Linked DNA regions of Ovis aries: regions 2 and 3 are each linked to region 1. The links are chromatin contacts, called in public Hi-C maps. All regions are on one chromosome and are shown on one strand. Each heading gives the region's core, a stretch centred on a gene start, on an enhancer-like site or on the middle of the called end of the contact. The rest is flanking DNA. Distances are from core to core; before and after follow the strand shown.

Region 1 (5,072 bases), core at 1,898-4,397:
TCTACCGCCACCGCCCTGCCCCATAGCTGACAAAACTAAAGCATTTATGTCTTTGTTTTGTAACAGCAAGAAAATGTATGCTTCAAATAAAAAAGACATTTACAAGTAAAAGTGAAAATGTACTCAGTATTATTCTCACTGCTTCTGTGGCAGCTCTAAACTTACGGAGGAAGCGTGTAGGTTCTGAAATAAGACTTTTCTGGTCTTTTGCCTTTTAGGAGGTTTCAGCCAAGAAGAACTTCTAAAAATCTGGAAAGGGCTGTTCTATTGCATGTGGGTGCAGAATGAACCACTTCTGCAGGTAACCTACAGTTCCCTGTGTCATGTTGCTGGACACGGGGCACCGGTGAATGAGAGACCTGCCCGCTTTATGCTGTATCCATCCCTGATGTACGGAAACAGATGGAAAACCATTGCTTCAAAGGTTCACTTTCCCACCACTTGTCCATAGAGAAAGGGGTGCAGGCATTGAAGTGAAATCTTTTCAAAGACAAACAAAGACACATAAATTAGATTTGTTATTTCTCTGTCACAGTTTCATAGGTTCCATGGTAGGTTTTACATTATAAAGTTTCTGTTTCCTCCTTTATTATTTGTGGTCAAAAATAGCAAAACGCTAGTCTAAGAGCTACCCGGCTCTGGGCCCAGCTCTGCCACAGTTAAGTGGGGCAGAGTCTTTGTAGAATGAGCAGTGATCCTGGAGCTGATGGTCTCATCACAATGGCAGTGGAGACCTGCCCAGGTGTGTGCACTCACCTGAACCCCTGTCTGCCGAGCACACCAAGCCCTGCCGCCAGAACTATCAGAGAAAGTGGTTTAAGCTCTTGAAGAGCTCTTTTCTGGTGTGTGAAACAGGCCTGTCTTTGTAGCAGGATAGGGTCAGCTTTGGGGGCGCTGTTTGAAGCCCCCTGATGTACAAAATGCCAGGGTAGGTTTTTACTTGTCTGGCTTTTACCTGCAGCTATTCCGCTTCCCCTGAGCCCTGTAGTGACTCACTTTGATTTCATGCCTTTACTCCACTGAACATGTTTTGAGTAGGACAGCAGAGCAAAATATTTTTAAGTTACATTCAAAGTGACAACCAACAGCTTTAGTGGAGGAAGGAAACAGATGAATGGGAACATCACTTTCAAGTCCGGGGTTCATTTAACATGGGTGAGAAAGACTTGAGTCTAGGTGAAGGCCCCATGATAGCGGTGAGGATTATTCTTCTTCTGTGGACACTCCCAGAGGCAGGTTTCTTCATAGACCCAGAGCCTGAGTTCTCCCCCAGACAAGCTTGTGCACCTCAGTAGGATGGCTCTTTTGCTTTCTGCTGCCTTGCCGCTGCTGCCTGTCTGCCAGCAAGCCAACAGGAGCCACATGGAGTGACAGTCCGGTATCTCACTGCCAGCGACGCCCCCTCGTCGCAGTTGGCATCTGCGTTTCCATTATTTGGGGGAATTCGGATGGAATCTCAACCCAAGTTATATGTTGAAAGCCAGGAGTTGAGAGCTGATGTTTCTTGTGTGCGTCAGTTGAACTCACCCTAGGCATAGCGTGTGTGAGCACACAGCCTAGTTCTGAAGGCATGTTGAGTTGGCACAATAGTCCGTTGAAACAGCATTTCACATGTAATGCAATCCAGGTGTTCAGATACACCCTTCTTAGTGGAGGTGACAGTGAGAATGGAGGGGCTGACCCCTTCCCACAGGCCGTGATGCTGTCCTCTCATGGTTCCACGTAATAACCCCGCTGTTTTTCCCCAACCCCACTTTGCAGGAGGAGCTAGCGAACACTATTTCCCAACTCATCCATGTTGTTAACAACTCAGAGGCTCGTAAGTCCTGATATTTTCGTGACTTTCAAAACCTGCTCATCAGATTTGGTAACTTGCCTAAGAAAGCTACTCAATGTTGTTTCTTCTCCTTCCTTCAAAGTTTCTATTTTCAGGGGGGCTAGCGTCACATGAGCCTGGGCACCGGGAGTGTGAATGTCAGGTGACAGACTGTCCCATGGGGAACCTGTGTCAGGCCTAGATACACAGTGAGAGGGTGAACAAAGGGCATCACATTCGGCGTCTCAGAGGTTTCAAAAGAGTCAAAAAAAATAACAGTCCTCCAGAGTTTCCACATTCTGAGTTACTTTAATGCTCTCAGAAGCTGTGTGTGACTGTGTGGTGCCACGGTTACCTCTGGATGCTGGTTGTCCTTGGGACTAGAGCCATTTCAGGTCATCACTGGTAACAAACTGTAAAGTAACCCCTCTTGACCAAAACGAATAAACAAAGGGAGAAGTTAATTATTAATATTTCTGAGACATTCAGCTTTGATTACTTACAGAAGCAGAGAAGGCAGAATTCACTGCTTTTGCTCAGCCCTCAGAACAGAACTATCCAATGGCCTTGTTAACGCTCAGTGATTCTCTGGATTTTAGCAGGCTCCCAGCTGACTCGTAAGGATCAAAATTCTGTACATGGAATATACTGTAGCTTTTCATATATCAAGAGAAAATTGTGCAAAAGGAAGTAAAGCAAAAAACAAACCGTTTTGGGATAAAAAGTGCTGGTTTCATGGCTCCGAAGAGAAAAACAGTGTTTTATTAAAGTTCACTCAGCTGACGCTGAACATGAAAACAGAAAGCTAACTCTCTGCATGGGTCCCCCAGGTGCCATCAGATGGATGGCTTAGGGCTGATTGTTCAGTGTATTTGGACAAGAAGGACCAGTATCTCTGGCTCAGGACATTTTTTGATTTTTAACAGAATCATGGCTTTTCAATGGATAATGAAACATGCTCCGGAGAGCTTTCTAGTCAAACATTAAGATATTACCACTTCTTGTCAAAATAAGCTTTTATTTAAATATAAAAAATTATCGAGCATTCTTAGTTACCAACGAGATTTTCTAGCTGCCCAAGAACCCTTGAGAAATCCTAGTCTGTTGCCCTTCGTGACCTTTCTTGTTCTGTGGTGACACGGCACCCTGCGAATGGAGCGCTCAGAGCCTCTTGTTCCCTGCAGAGCACTTGTTCATCCAGACCTTCTGGCAGACCGTGAATCGCGAGTGGCCGGGCATCGAAAGGCTCCGTCTGGACAAATACCACATGGTGAGGGTGGGGCCACAGCCCCTGACGGGCAGCTCGGGGTCGGGGAGGCGGCTGTGTGCGTCATAAGGTGACCAGCAGGGGGCACCAGAGGACGTGTTCGGAGACATCAGTTTTCTCGCTTCCAGCTGTCAGAGTCTGGGGCTCCTTGGTTAAGTGTTTGATCTAGAAGCTAATCTGTTAGTGTAGGAACTTTCCACTTTGAGGATCCAGGCTGTAGCTGTCGTTCTGCTAAGCTGATGGGTGTTTGTCACTTTCCTTTTTGTAACAAAAGTTATCTGTCTCTAGCTGATTCGTCTGGTCCTCAGGCAGTCCTTCGAAGTTCTGAAGCGAAACGGCTGGGAAGAAAGGTTGGTGAACCCTCTGGGTTAGTATTTGGAGGCTTTAAAACTTTTAAGGCAATGGCGTGGTTTTCTAAGTGTTTCAGTTAACAAGTCTGAGTCACCTGATCCATGCCTTCCACTCTGAGTACCAAGAGCCCAGCGTCCTCATGCCTGAAGAACTTCAAATCCCGCAGAGCTGAGCATACACAACAACACTTTATACTCATTTCAGTGATTGTTGAACTTTCTCCATCGTGCATTGCTTGTTTAGCAGTCGGACACAAGAATGTCACATTCTCTCTGGGGATGGAGAGGATGTTGGCAGCAGGGGTTGTAGAGCTGTGTGTGTTTTTCCTTCAGCCGCATCAAGCTTTTCCTCGACGTCCTGATGAAGGAGGTCCTGCATCCTGAGAGTCGGTCTCCAAATGGAGTGAAATTTCTCTTCATCGACATTTACCTGGACGAGCTGTCCAAAGTGGGCGGGAAGGAGGTAAGAAGGGCAGGCACCCTGCCACAGTGCACGGGGCCAAGGTGCCCCTGAACCGGCAGGGCCTGGGCCCTGCTCTGAGTGCTCCGTGGGCTGGAGGTAAAATGCTGTTGGCAGAGCCCAGGGGTGAATCGGCGGCAGCAGCATGAATGGGTCAGCCTGTCCTTTGACATAGTTATTCCTCATCTAGAAATGTGTCCTAGGCAGGCAGTAGGTCATGTGGACAAAGATTTGTGCGCTAACAGGGTACATGGAAGTCTGATACCCAGAATCAAAAACAACTTAGATAGTCCACTGAAGAATTCTGTAACACGAGGAGATATTCATGAGGTTGAGTTTTTAAAAGTCAGGGGACTTCCTGGCAGTCCAGTGGTTAGAAGTTCCACTGCAGCAGGCACTAGTTCACTTCCTGGTTGGGGAGCTAAATTCCCAAAAGCTGCATTGCGTGAGATGGACAGACAGATAGCAGTATGGAGGAACTTCCCTGACTGACTGTCCAGTGGTTAGGACTCCTTGCCTCCACCTCAGGGAACATGGGATTACTCCCTAGTCAGGGGACTGAGATCCCGCATGCTATGTGGCATGGCCAAAACAGAAGTAGGGGAACAAAGAGGTAGACAAAGCTACACAAATGGTATGGCTTGTTGAAGACACAGGTCTAGAAAGGAAATAACACAGTTTTTGGCAAGCCAGTGATTATCTGAGTTGGGGATGAGGAGTCGTGATTTCCTTTTTTTTTTTTTTTTTTCACAAGTGTCTGCAGTGAACATGTGTTTGTTTTTCCTTTGTTTCATAATTAAAAGAAAGTGTATGTTGTTGTTTTCTAATTCCTTCGCCTTGGTGTCTGGGAGTGTCCTGTCTCCGTGGAGGAGGGAGTCTGTCGGGGATGTAGGACGGAACAGTGCCGGCGGTTGGGGTGGGCAGTCCTCTCTGGCCACTGCACTAAGATGCTTGGATGGCGGCCATGACTTTTAGCAGAGTGCGTTTTGGGCATTGTGAGAGATGTGTGGGTCTGATTCAACCTGTCTGAAAAACACCAGTGGTTCCTTTTTCAAGGGCACATCTGAAAGACTCTTTTTTATTCCCCCTCGTTTTTTTTTTTTTTTCTTTGTTACAGCTTTTGGCAGATCAAAATCTCAAGTTTATTGATCCGTTCTGCAAGATTGCTGCCAAGACTAG
Region 2 (5,072 bases), core at 1,707-4,206, 130 kb after region 1:
ATAATATGGTTGGATGGCATCCAACTCAGTAGAGATGAGTTTGAGCTAACTCCGGGAGATAGTGAAGGACAGGGAGGCCTGGCATGCTGCAGTCCATGAGGTCGGAAAAAGTCAGACTCCACTTAGTGAGTGAACGACAACAACCCCAGCACCCTAACTGTGATAAGAGTGACTCATGGGCCTAAAGCGTTTGGAGCAACAACACAGCAGGTGCTGAGCATCTGCCCTCCCTGTGGGAGTCTGGAGTTCGGGTGTGTCTGGTAGAGGCAGCTGTGACCAGCTCATAATAACAACTCTGGGCTTTTTGTTTTGTTTTAACTTCTTAGCGGTGTTTCAAGTCATTCGGGAGACCAGGGATCTCCTCAGTGTAAGTGGAGAGTGTCGGCTACGGGACCACCAGGAAAGTCCCCGAAATGCTCCGGATCCTGATCTCTAACAAGCTCCTTCTGACATTCAATGTGTTGTCATAGCTGTTTGCTCGGAAGTTAGGGGAACACGTGCTCTTTAGACCTTTTCCCTGTGCTTTGAATCCTTTTGCCATAATAAATCACAGCCAAGAGTCTTCCTAGTGAATCAGTGGATCTGGGGATCCTGGGTCCCCCTGACATATGACTCATTACTGAAAAAGGCTACTGAGGGGCGCTGTCCTGGAACAGGTTGGAGACTGCCTCCCCCTGCTCTGTGTGCCGCCTTCTACCTTTCTGTATTCCAGGCCGGTCTCGGACCTACAGGGTGGACAAGGTCAGTGCAGCGTGCCCCACGGGTGATGGTGCTGTAGCGTGGGGGCCCTCCAGGGTGGCAGGCCACTGCGGGCATAGGTGATACTCCCGCAAACCCCGCCATGACTACCCTCCCCTGGCATCGTGGCATTTTCTGATGACCTTGGCCTGAACCAACATTCACTGGATTCGTTGTGGACTTTCTACAATTCCACCTTTCCTCTGTCTGTGCTCACTGGCATTCTTTGCTAAAGAAGAGCCTTCCCTCAGCAGCCAAGGGTGAACTACAGCACCTCTCCGCCTCCCAAAAGGCGGGCAAATGCTGGCTTCCTTTTACTTGTCAATAAATCCTGAAAGATGATGCTGTGAGAGTGCTGCACTCAATATGCCAGCAAATTTGGAAAACTCAGCAGTGGCCACAGGACTGGAAAAGGTCAGTTTTCATTCCAATCCCAAAGAAAGGCAATGCCAAAGAATGCTCAAACTACTGCACAATTGCACTCATCTCACACGCTAATAAAGTAATGCTTAAAATTCTCCAAGCCAGGCTTCAGCAATACATGAACCATGAACTTCCAGATGTTCAAGCTGGTTTTAGAAAAGACAGAGGAACCAGAGATCAAACTGCCAACATCCGCTGGATCATTGAAAAAGCAAGAGAGTTACAGAAAAACATCTATTTCTGTTTTATTGACTATGCGAAAGCCTTTGACTGTGTGGATCACAATAAACTGTGGAAAATTCTGAAAGAGATGGGAATATCAGACCACCTGACCTGCCTCTTGAAAAATCTGTATGCAGGTCAGGAAGCAACAGTTAGAACTGGACATGGAACAACAGACTGGTTCCAAAGAGGAAAAGGAGTACGTCAAGGCTGAATATTGTCTCCCTGCTTATTTAACTTATATGCAGAGTACATCATGAGAAACACTGGGCTGGAGGAAGCACAAGCTGGAATCAAGATTGCTGGGAGAAATATCAATCACCTCAGATATGCAGATGACACCACCCTTATGGCAGAAAGTGAAAAAGAACTAAAGAGCCTCTTGATGAAAGTGAAAGAGGAGAGTGAAAAAGTTGGCTTAAAGCTCAACATTCAGAAAACGAAGATCATGGCATCTGGTCCCATCACTTCACGGGAAATAGATGGGAAACAGTAGAAACAGTGGCTGACTTTATTTTTCTGGGCTCCAAAATCACTGCAGATGGTGATTGCAGCCATGAAATTAAAAGACACTTACTCCTTGGAAGGAAAGTTATAACCAACCTAGACAACATATTAAAAAGCAGAGACATTGCTTTGCCAACAAAGGTCCATCTAGTCAAGGCTACAGTTTTTCCAGTGGTCATGTATGGATGTGAGAGTTGGACTGTGAAGAAAGCTGAGTTCAGAAGAATTGATGCTTTTGAACTGTGCTGTTGGAGAAGACTCTTGAGAGTCCCTCGGACTACAAGGAGATCGAACCAGTCCTCCTAAAGGAGATCAGTCCTGGGTGTTCATTGGAAGGACTGATGCTAAAGCTGAAATTACAATCCTTTGGCCACCTGATGCGAAGAGCTGACTCATTGGAAAAGACCCTGATGCTGGGAAAGATTGAGGGCAGGAGAAAGGGACGACAGAGGATGAGAAGGTTGGATGGCATCACCGACTCAGTGGGCATGGGTTTGGGTGAACTCCAGGAGTTGGTGATGGACAGGGAGGCCTGGCATGCTGTGGTTCATGGGGTCGCAAAGAGTTGGATACGACTGAGCGACTGAACTGAACTGAGAATAAATGGGGAGAAGGCAGTGGCAACCCATTCCAATACCCTTGCCTGGAAAATCCCATGGACGGAGGAGCCTGGTAGGCTGCAGTCCATGGGGTCGCGAAGAGTCAGACACGACTGAGCGACTTCACTTTCACTTTTCACTTACATGCATTGGAGAAGGAAATGGCAGCCCACTCCAGTGTTCTTGCCTGGAGAATCCCAGGGACGGGGGAGCCTGGTGGGCTGCCGTCTATGGGCTCGCACAGAGTCGGACACGACTGAAGCGACTTAGCAGCAGCAGCAGCAGAATGAATGGAGCCAGAGCCCCATGCACTTGTCATTACGGGACCGTGCCACTAGGAGGCGGAGGCGTGCGACCCAGGAAAGGCTGGCGCAGACACGTGACGTCACTCAGAGTGCTGGAGAGGCCGGCGCGGGATCGTGACGTCGCACTGAATCCCATCGAGGCCGGCGCGGGCGTGTGACGTCACGGAACGCGCCCAGGCATAGCGGCAAGGTAACTGGTATCGTGGGGTCTCGGCCCAGTCGCCATGGGTCCGCGTGTACAACTCCCGCCCGAAATCCAGCTCGCGCAGCGGCTGGCGGGGAACGAGCAGGTGACCCGGGACCGGGCGGTGAGGAAGCTCCGGAAATACATCGTCGCCAGAACTCAGCGGGCCGAAGGTTGGCGCGGGGTTGACGGGATGTGGGCCGGGGGCGTCTCGCGAACCGGGCCGGGCTGGGGGCGCGAGGGCCCGGGTTGGGGGCAGGCGGCCTGAGTTAGCAGACTTTCCAACCGCGTGGAGCCTCCACGTGGTCCGGCCGGCCGGGCGGAGCCTGGTCGGGCCGTGGCGATGCTCCCACCCACCCCACCAGCCGCGCTCCCGTCTGAACGCTTGGCCCTGATCCCCTTATCCACGCTGACTGATTTGAAGGTGCGCGGCGTCACCTCGTTCTCGGCCGCTATATGTGCCTCTCCACCCCGCCCCCACCCGGCCTCAGCCAAGCCCCTAATCTCTTTCCAGTTCAGACTTGCCTACTCTGGGAGCAGGATCCTGTCAACCCGTATATCCCGCTACCCATGCTATCCACTGTTTGGGCACCATGTTTTTTTCTCTCAGAGCGGCATTTGTGACTGTTTGTAGTTTTTTCTTGTGTAGTTGTTGGATTGTCGTCTGAGTTTCATGCAGCATACACCTGTCGGATATCACGCTCCTTAGTGGTTCTCAGAACGTGGCCCCATCAGTAACTTCCGCATCACCTGGACTTTTGTTAGAAATGTAAATTTGTGAGTCCCATCCCAGCCCTGCTGAATCAGAAGCTCTGGCAGATGGACTGTGTATGTGCTTAGCCTTGTAAGCCATCTTCTACTCTTTGTGACCCTCTGGGCCATAGCCCACCAGGCTCCTCTGTCCATGGGATTCTCCAGACAAGAATACTGGAGTGGGTTGCCATTTCCTCCTCCAGGAGATCTTACCAGCAGGGATGGAGCCCACGTCTCATATGTCTCCTGCATTGGCGGGCAAGTTCTTTATCACTCGTGCCACCTGGGAAGCCCAGGGATCTTTAAAGAAACCCTCCAGGGGATGCCATGCTATTAATAAAGTCTGAGAACCACTTCTCTGGAACAGGGTGCCAGAACATAGTTAAGACCTCAGTCTATACTTGTTGGGTGATTTTATATATCTGTCTTCACCATCAGTTTATGTATTTGTCAGTCACTTCAGTTGCTCAGTCGTGTCTGACTCTTTGTAACCCCATGGCCAACTCTCAGAGCTTGCTCAAACTCATGTCCATTGAGTCAGTGATGCCATCCAACCATCTCATCCTCTGTTTTCCCCTTCTCCTGCCTCCAATCTTTCACAATATCAGGGTCTTTTGCAATGAGTCAATTCTTCTAATCAGGTGGTCAAGGTATTGGAGCTTCAGCTTCAGCATGAGTCCTTCCAATAAATATTCAGGATTTATTTCCTTTAGGATTGACTCGTTTGATCTTCTTGCAGTCTGAGGGACTCTCGGAGTCTTCTCCAACACCACAGTTCAAAAGCATCAATTCTTTGGTGCTCAGCTTTCTTCATGGTCCAACTCTCACATCCATACATGACTACTGGACAAACCATAGCTTTGACTAGACGGATGTTTGTCGGCAAAGTAATGTCGGCAAAGCTGTGATTTTCAATATGCTGTCTAGTGTTGTCATAATGAGCCTGAATGAGGTAATGTGTAATTTTAAAATTCGAAAAGTGTGTAAAGCCCAGGTGTAACACTGGGTGAACTGTGGCCAAGATTCACCTGCATAGCCACCATCCAGCCCAGAAAAATGGTGACTCATTCAATTTTGAATCTGAAAAATGGAGCACAGTCTCTGATACTTGGACATTTCTCGGTAAACATTTATTGAAAAAATCAAACAGCAGTTACCTGCGGGAGACCCTGCAGCCACTGGCCCAGCAGGTTCTGGGTTGGGAGGATCGGTTGAGAGGGAGGGCCAGGCACCTGTGCAGTAAGAGGACTTTGGTCTGATTCAGGCCGTCACAGTTCTCTGGCTGTTCTGGCGCTAAAAGATGGGGTTCCTTTAGTCTGAATGGCGCTGTTTCTGGCGCAG
Region 3 (5,072 bases), core at 1,576-4,075, 110 kb after region 1:
ACAGCCACCAAACCCCTGAAGCTGAGGGCTGCCACAGGACCCTGCTGAGCACTCCTGCCCTGGGCACCTGTGAGCTCCCACTTCAGACTCGACCTTCCTTTGAGGGGGACACCCCACCTTGATGAAGTAGTTCTTCCCAGCAACCAACTGGCTTTTGAACTCCAGTGCCTTGAACACTGGGAACTTCTTGTTCTCCTTCTCCTCCAGCTGGGACTTCACCTGGGGAAGGGGAGAAGGGAGAGATAGGTGAGCTCACCTGTATTAGATATTACAGCTGAACTCTAATGCCCACATTCTACACACTTTCTAGAGCACGTTTGTTCTTCACAGCTGAGGAGACATTAAAATGCTTGCCCTGATTTCAAGTACAGAAAACAGTTCCTTAATTTTGCTGAGGTTTCAATGCTATCATTTGCCTTTATCATTAGCCCTTTCTTTTTCAGACATGGATAGCTTATATTCTCATGGTTACAACAGTGTATATAAGTTCGTACATTACCATTTTCACTCAAACCTTCATTTGAAAGAGTATATAGTTTTTAATTACTCTTTGAAAACTAAAACATTTAAAAATGTTAAAATTTAATATTAAATTTAATCTTCCATCTTATTGATGTGCCTTAATTCTCTTACATAATCCCAATTTCTTCTGTAGCACAATATGCACCAGATAAAGCACTTTCGTAGGAAAAAAAATTTGCTGCATCTTTAGATAGTCTCTCTAGGTTGCAGGGCCTTTGGGCAGAGATTGTTTCTGATCTTTGGTGTCAGATGTTAATCTTACTCTCAGATCAGTCGTGTTTTACAGGGTCTTGGCCTTTGGGGAAGTGAGAATTTTTGAGGAGGAAGGGGAGAGCAGGTTGTTTTGTCTTGACTTGAAAACCTAAGCTAGTTTCCGAGTGCTCAGGCTGCTGTCTGGACCACTGGCAGCCACAGGAGCTTGCTGCCTGCGCTGGAATCCTCAGACCAGTTGTGGGGGTCAGAGGAGTTCAGTTAAGACCAGGAGCGTGCTGCTTGGAGAGCCGAGGGGATTACCATCATACATGCCAGTGAGTCACTTGACAAAGGCCTTCAGGGAGGGGCGCTCCCTGTGAATGAAGTCGAGGGAAGGATCAGAGACAGGGTCAGGTAGTGAGAGTCTGGCTGCCTGTTCCCTCTGAGTTTGCCAGGGCCCTCAGGTGATCAGCTGGGTGTGTCCCCCTGGGCCAGTGCCCACCTTCGACTGAACACTCACCTGTGTAGCCCGTTCCTGCTAGGTGTGCAGGGAATTGACCCTCAGACAGTTTACCTGACCGGGGAGGGGCGAGTGACACCCGCAGACCCTCCTGGGGGTCTGGGATTGAATCACCTGTTTCAGGAGTGGAGGCAGGAGAACCCCACCCTGTGCAAGGACTGGGGAGAAGCCCAGGTGGAGGTGGTGGAGCAGCGGAGGTGGAGGCCTGCAGGATGGCAGGTCACCGACACAGCTCCGACCAGGAGAAAGATGGGCTGGACTGGAGCCAAGGAAAGCTCAGAAGGCCATGGGTCACTAGGAAGCTGTCAGTTCCCAGACCAGAGTGACCAGGTGGGCAGAGGGCCAGGGAGGGCCCTAGGATAGGACTGGATGTGGTGGGTACACTGTCTCTGGCCTCACTTCTCCTCACGTGTTCATGAAAGCTTCAGTACAGAAGGTCACCAGATGGTGCCCCTGCCCCTCACAGAGCCCACCCAGCACACGGGCGGCCTCCTTGTTCCCAGGGGCAGTGAGGACGGTCCACTCTCAAGGGACGGACCCCAAATGCAGGCCATAGTGACAGAAACTCTCGTCTCCCGAGGGGACTCACATTCATTCAAAGCTCAGGTGACCAGCAGGGATTCTCCAGCCTGGAGACCCAGGAAGAGGCCAGGAGGGCTGGGTGCTCTAAGTGGCCACAGGGGAAAAGCTAGGACTCTCCTCTTATCTGGCTCTCCTGGGAGTCCCAGAAAATGCCTACTTTTCACAGGTCTCAGGAGACTGACTCAGCCCCTTCCTTTACCGCAGTCAGATGGTCCCAACCGCGGGAGAGGGAACAGGGCTGAGCTCATGGCCGAGGTTTAGGAGGCAGCAGCCAGGGAGGAAGGTTAAGGGACAAAAGCTTGTCTTCAGTCTCTGCTTATCAGAACTCGAGCCTCCTGGGCCCTACTTGTGATGACAGGCAGGACAGGCCCACCTCATCCCACCCCAACCTGATCTTCCAGTGTTTCTGGAAACAGGGCTGGACAGCTGACCAGGGTCTGAACCGGGCTCTGCCTCCTCGACCCAGTTACTTCCTGTTTCTAAACTTTTTATTGGAGACCACTTCAAGCTCACAAAAAGGGCTACACTCAGTCCAGCCCGAGTCTCGGACGCCTGGGACCCGGACCCCAGACTCACGCATAGGGACCTCACCCCGCCTGCCGTATCCTTTGCTCTTTAAGTGCTATTCCCTGTCACCTCGCGCCCCCTAACCCAGTGGACACCTCCGCGCCAGAGAACCTCGCAGGGAGGGAGGTGCATCCACCTGCGTCCAGCCCGACTCAGGGCGGGATGCGCTCGGGCGCAGCGCCTCCGTCCCAGCGGGGATGCCTGCGGACGTCCCCGGCCCCCAGTACCCCATCCGCCCCACACAGCCCGAACCTTGTCGGCGATAGCCTGGGTCTCGGCCGTGGCCGGCTGCGTGGCGGAAGGCGCTCCGCACATCATCTCGGCGGCAGGCGGGGCGGGAGCGTGTGGACACCGGGCGGCGGTCACGCGGGAGCAGCGGACACTCCCGGAGCAGCGGACACTCGCGGAGCAGCGGACACTCGCGGGAGTGGTCGAGCGGAGTCGAGCGCCCGGACCTGGCGCGGCGGTCACGTGCCGTGCGGGCGAAACCACAGCGCGCGGCGGGCGGGGGGGGGAACCGGGACCGGAAATGGGGTGCGGGGCGTCCCGGAAGGAAATGGAGCGCGGCCGTCCGGTCAGTGCGGACTGAGGGGGACGGGAGCACGGCCGCAGCCCGGGACCCCCGATGGGCGCCGTCTCGGGACCAAGGGTCGTGTGCTGTAGGGCTGTCCCCCCTCCCGGGGTTTGGTGTCGTCCTCCCGGCGGCTGAGTCAGAGGGTGTGGGCGGGGGCGCGGTCTGCAGGGTCTGGGGAGAGGGGTGGTCCCCGTGCCGCGGGGGTGGGCGCTGAGCTGTGGGGCTCGTCTAGGTTTCCGCGTCCCGAGCTGGGCAGGACGCGGGGTGCAGGTGGTCCAGCCTGCCTCCTTCCGGGCCACTCAGGGCCCCCAGACCCTCTCTCCTGCGTTGGCTTCCAGGTGCCCACACTTTGACCCGGTGTCTGCGATGACAGAATGACAGTGATGGGTCTTGAAATGAGTGGTGTTTGGGTTGGCAGAGGAGCGGGGAGCTGGCCCTGAGAGCTGCCCAGGGCCGAGGGGAATAGAAGCCCCTGCCCGGCGCCCCTCATCCCTAGGCCTGGCTCAGCGCCCTACCTGTGCTGGTCTGCTGTGCACACCATGGGCGTGTGACCCGAGGACAGGGTGAAGGGCTGACGTGGACGGACAGAAGAGGCACAGAGGAGTCCAGTGGCCTCAGGCCTGGGTGGGGGTCACGGGGAGGGCGTTAGTAAAGGGTTTGGTTCTGGCCGTTCCGTTTAGGATTTAAAGTACATGTGATATCCAGGAAAGAAAGGGTCCCTGTCTTTTTGGAGCAAGGTGGGGCTGTGCTGGGAGCTGTCTGGACAGGACTGGCCTATCAGAAAGGTCCAGCTGCCCCTCAGTGGGCGCTGCGCCTCTGCCATCCCTGGGGGCTGACTCTGCAGGTGCAGGCCAGCCCTGCCTCCTGGGGGCCCAGCGTGGAGCCTCAGTGGGAGCGGCCGGTGAACAGGTGTGTGGGGAGAGGAGCCTTTCTGGGACGTGCCAGGGCAGAGCCTGGTCTGTAAATTCAGGGAAGCATGGGCGGTCAGGTGACGTTGAGCCCTGGGGAGGTAGGAAGGAGAAACTGACACCCAGCAAAGGCCCAAGCTCAGAGAGCTGCACTTTAACAGCAGGGGCTGCAGCAAAGCAAGGGAGGGGAAGACAGCCTCAGGTCCACCCTCCTGTCTGAGTGAGCAGTTTTTTTTTTTTAAGTCTTTATTGAGTTTATTACAATATCGCTTCTATTTTATGTTTTGTATTTTAGGTTGCAAGGCATGTGGGATTTTTGTTTCCCAACCAGGAATTGAACATGCAGCCTTTCATTGGAAGGCAAAGTCTTAGCCACTGGACCGCCAGGGAAGTCTCTGAGTTAGCAGTTTTTATTTATTTTTTAACTGATCATTTGCATTTAATGGAAAGAAAGAACTATTCACTGAAGGATGGTTTTTCGAGAATAAAAAGCTGAACCATTCACTGGGATAAATTCACCATTCTCATTACACATATCTGATAAGAATATATAAAGAACTCCTGCTGCTGCAGCTGCTGCCAAGTCGCTTCAGTCATGTCCGACTCTGTGCGACCCCATAGACGGCAGCCCACCAGACTCCCCTGTCCCTGGGATTCTCCAGGCAAGAACACTGGAGTGGGTTGCCATTGCCTTCTCTGATAAAGAACTCCTACCAATAAAAACAGGTGGTATCCTTGAATTGGAACTTTTTTTTTTGCTGCATTGCCTGGCACTTAGGATCTTAATTTCCCCATCAGAAATTGAACCCACGCCCTCTGCAGGGTGTGGAGTCTTAGCCTCAGGACCACCAGGGAAGACCCTGGGGTTATCGTCTTAATCATTTACGGCCTGGATGTCTTTGATTTGGTGGTCTGTGACTCCTGGGCTGTCTCAGCAGTACTCTGTAAAAGGTTATCTTACCTGGAGGATGACTCAGAGCAGCACACAGTGATGCTGATTGGGACGCTGGCGCCAGACCCCTGACCTTCACTACTCTTTATTGATTAGACAGAATGTGATGGAACAGGTCTGGCTAGGACAAGCAGGCAAGAAAAGAGAGACACCTGGGCATGACTCTGAAGTCACAGGACTCCATTTCAAGACTCCCGTAATTCTTAATAAATGAATGAGAGACAGTATCGACCCCATAAAAATGGAAAACTCTGT

The links. Hi-C and Micro-C count contacts between places; a contact is called where the count stands out from the background.
Region 2: a contact with region 1 is called in a Hi-C map of liver, with 2.5 times the contacts expected there. The contact joins the promoter of RRP1 here to the enhancer-like site in region 1. A contact is called at or near these places in 6 of 16 Hi-C or Micro-C datasets (hypothalamus, liver, mixed tissues and 3 more).
Region 3: a contact with region 1 is called in a Hi-C map of liver, with 2.7 times the contacts expected there. The contact joins the promoter of LOC114110475 here to the enhancer-like site in region 1. A contact is called at or near these places in 4 of 16 Hi-C or Micro-C datasets (liver, omental adipose tissue and tail adipose tissue).

What each region holds. Positions count from the first base shown.
Region 1 is chr1:264,416,889-264,421,960 of ARS-UI_Ramb_v3.0, forward strand. RRP1B (ribosomal RNA processing 1B) reads left to right here. Exons shown (of 16, transcript XM_027960927.2): 2 at 219-301; 3 at 1,762-1,819; 4 at 3,001-3,086; 5 at 3,372-3,433; 6 at 3,767-3,896; 7 at 5,011-5,072. Among named protein-coding and RNA genes, the nearest start is that of RRP1B, 13 kb to the left of the region's middle. Within about 2 kb of position 3,148, at least 2 of the 54 cell types and tissues checked have an H3K27ac peak or open chromatin away from gene starts, as enhancers often do. A contact at or near this core is called in liver, where this site is marked.
Region 2 is chr1:264,543,789-264,548,860 of ARS-UI_Ramb_v3.0, forward strand. RRP1 (ribosomal RNA processing 1) reads left to right here and starts at 2,957. Exons shown (of 13, transcript XM_042237600.1): 1 at 2,957-3,151. The coding sequence starts at 3,019.
Region 3 is chr1:264,526,823-264,531,894 of ARS-UI_Ramb_v3.0, forward strand. It overlaps LOC114110475 (cystatin-B), which reads right to left and starts at 2,826. Exons shown (of 3, transcript XM_027960962.2): 1 at 2,636-2,826; 2 at 118-219. The coding sequence starts at 2,701.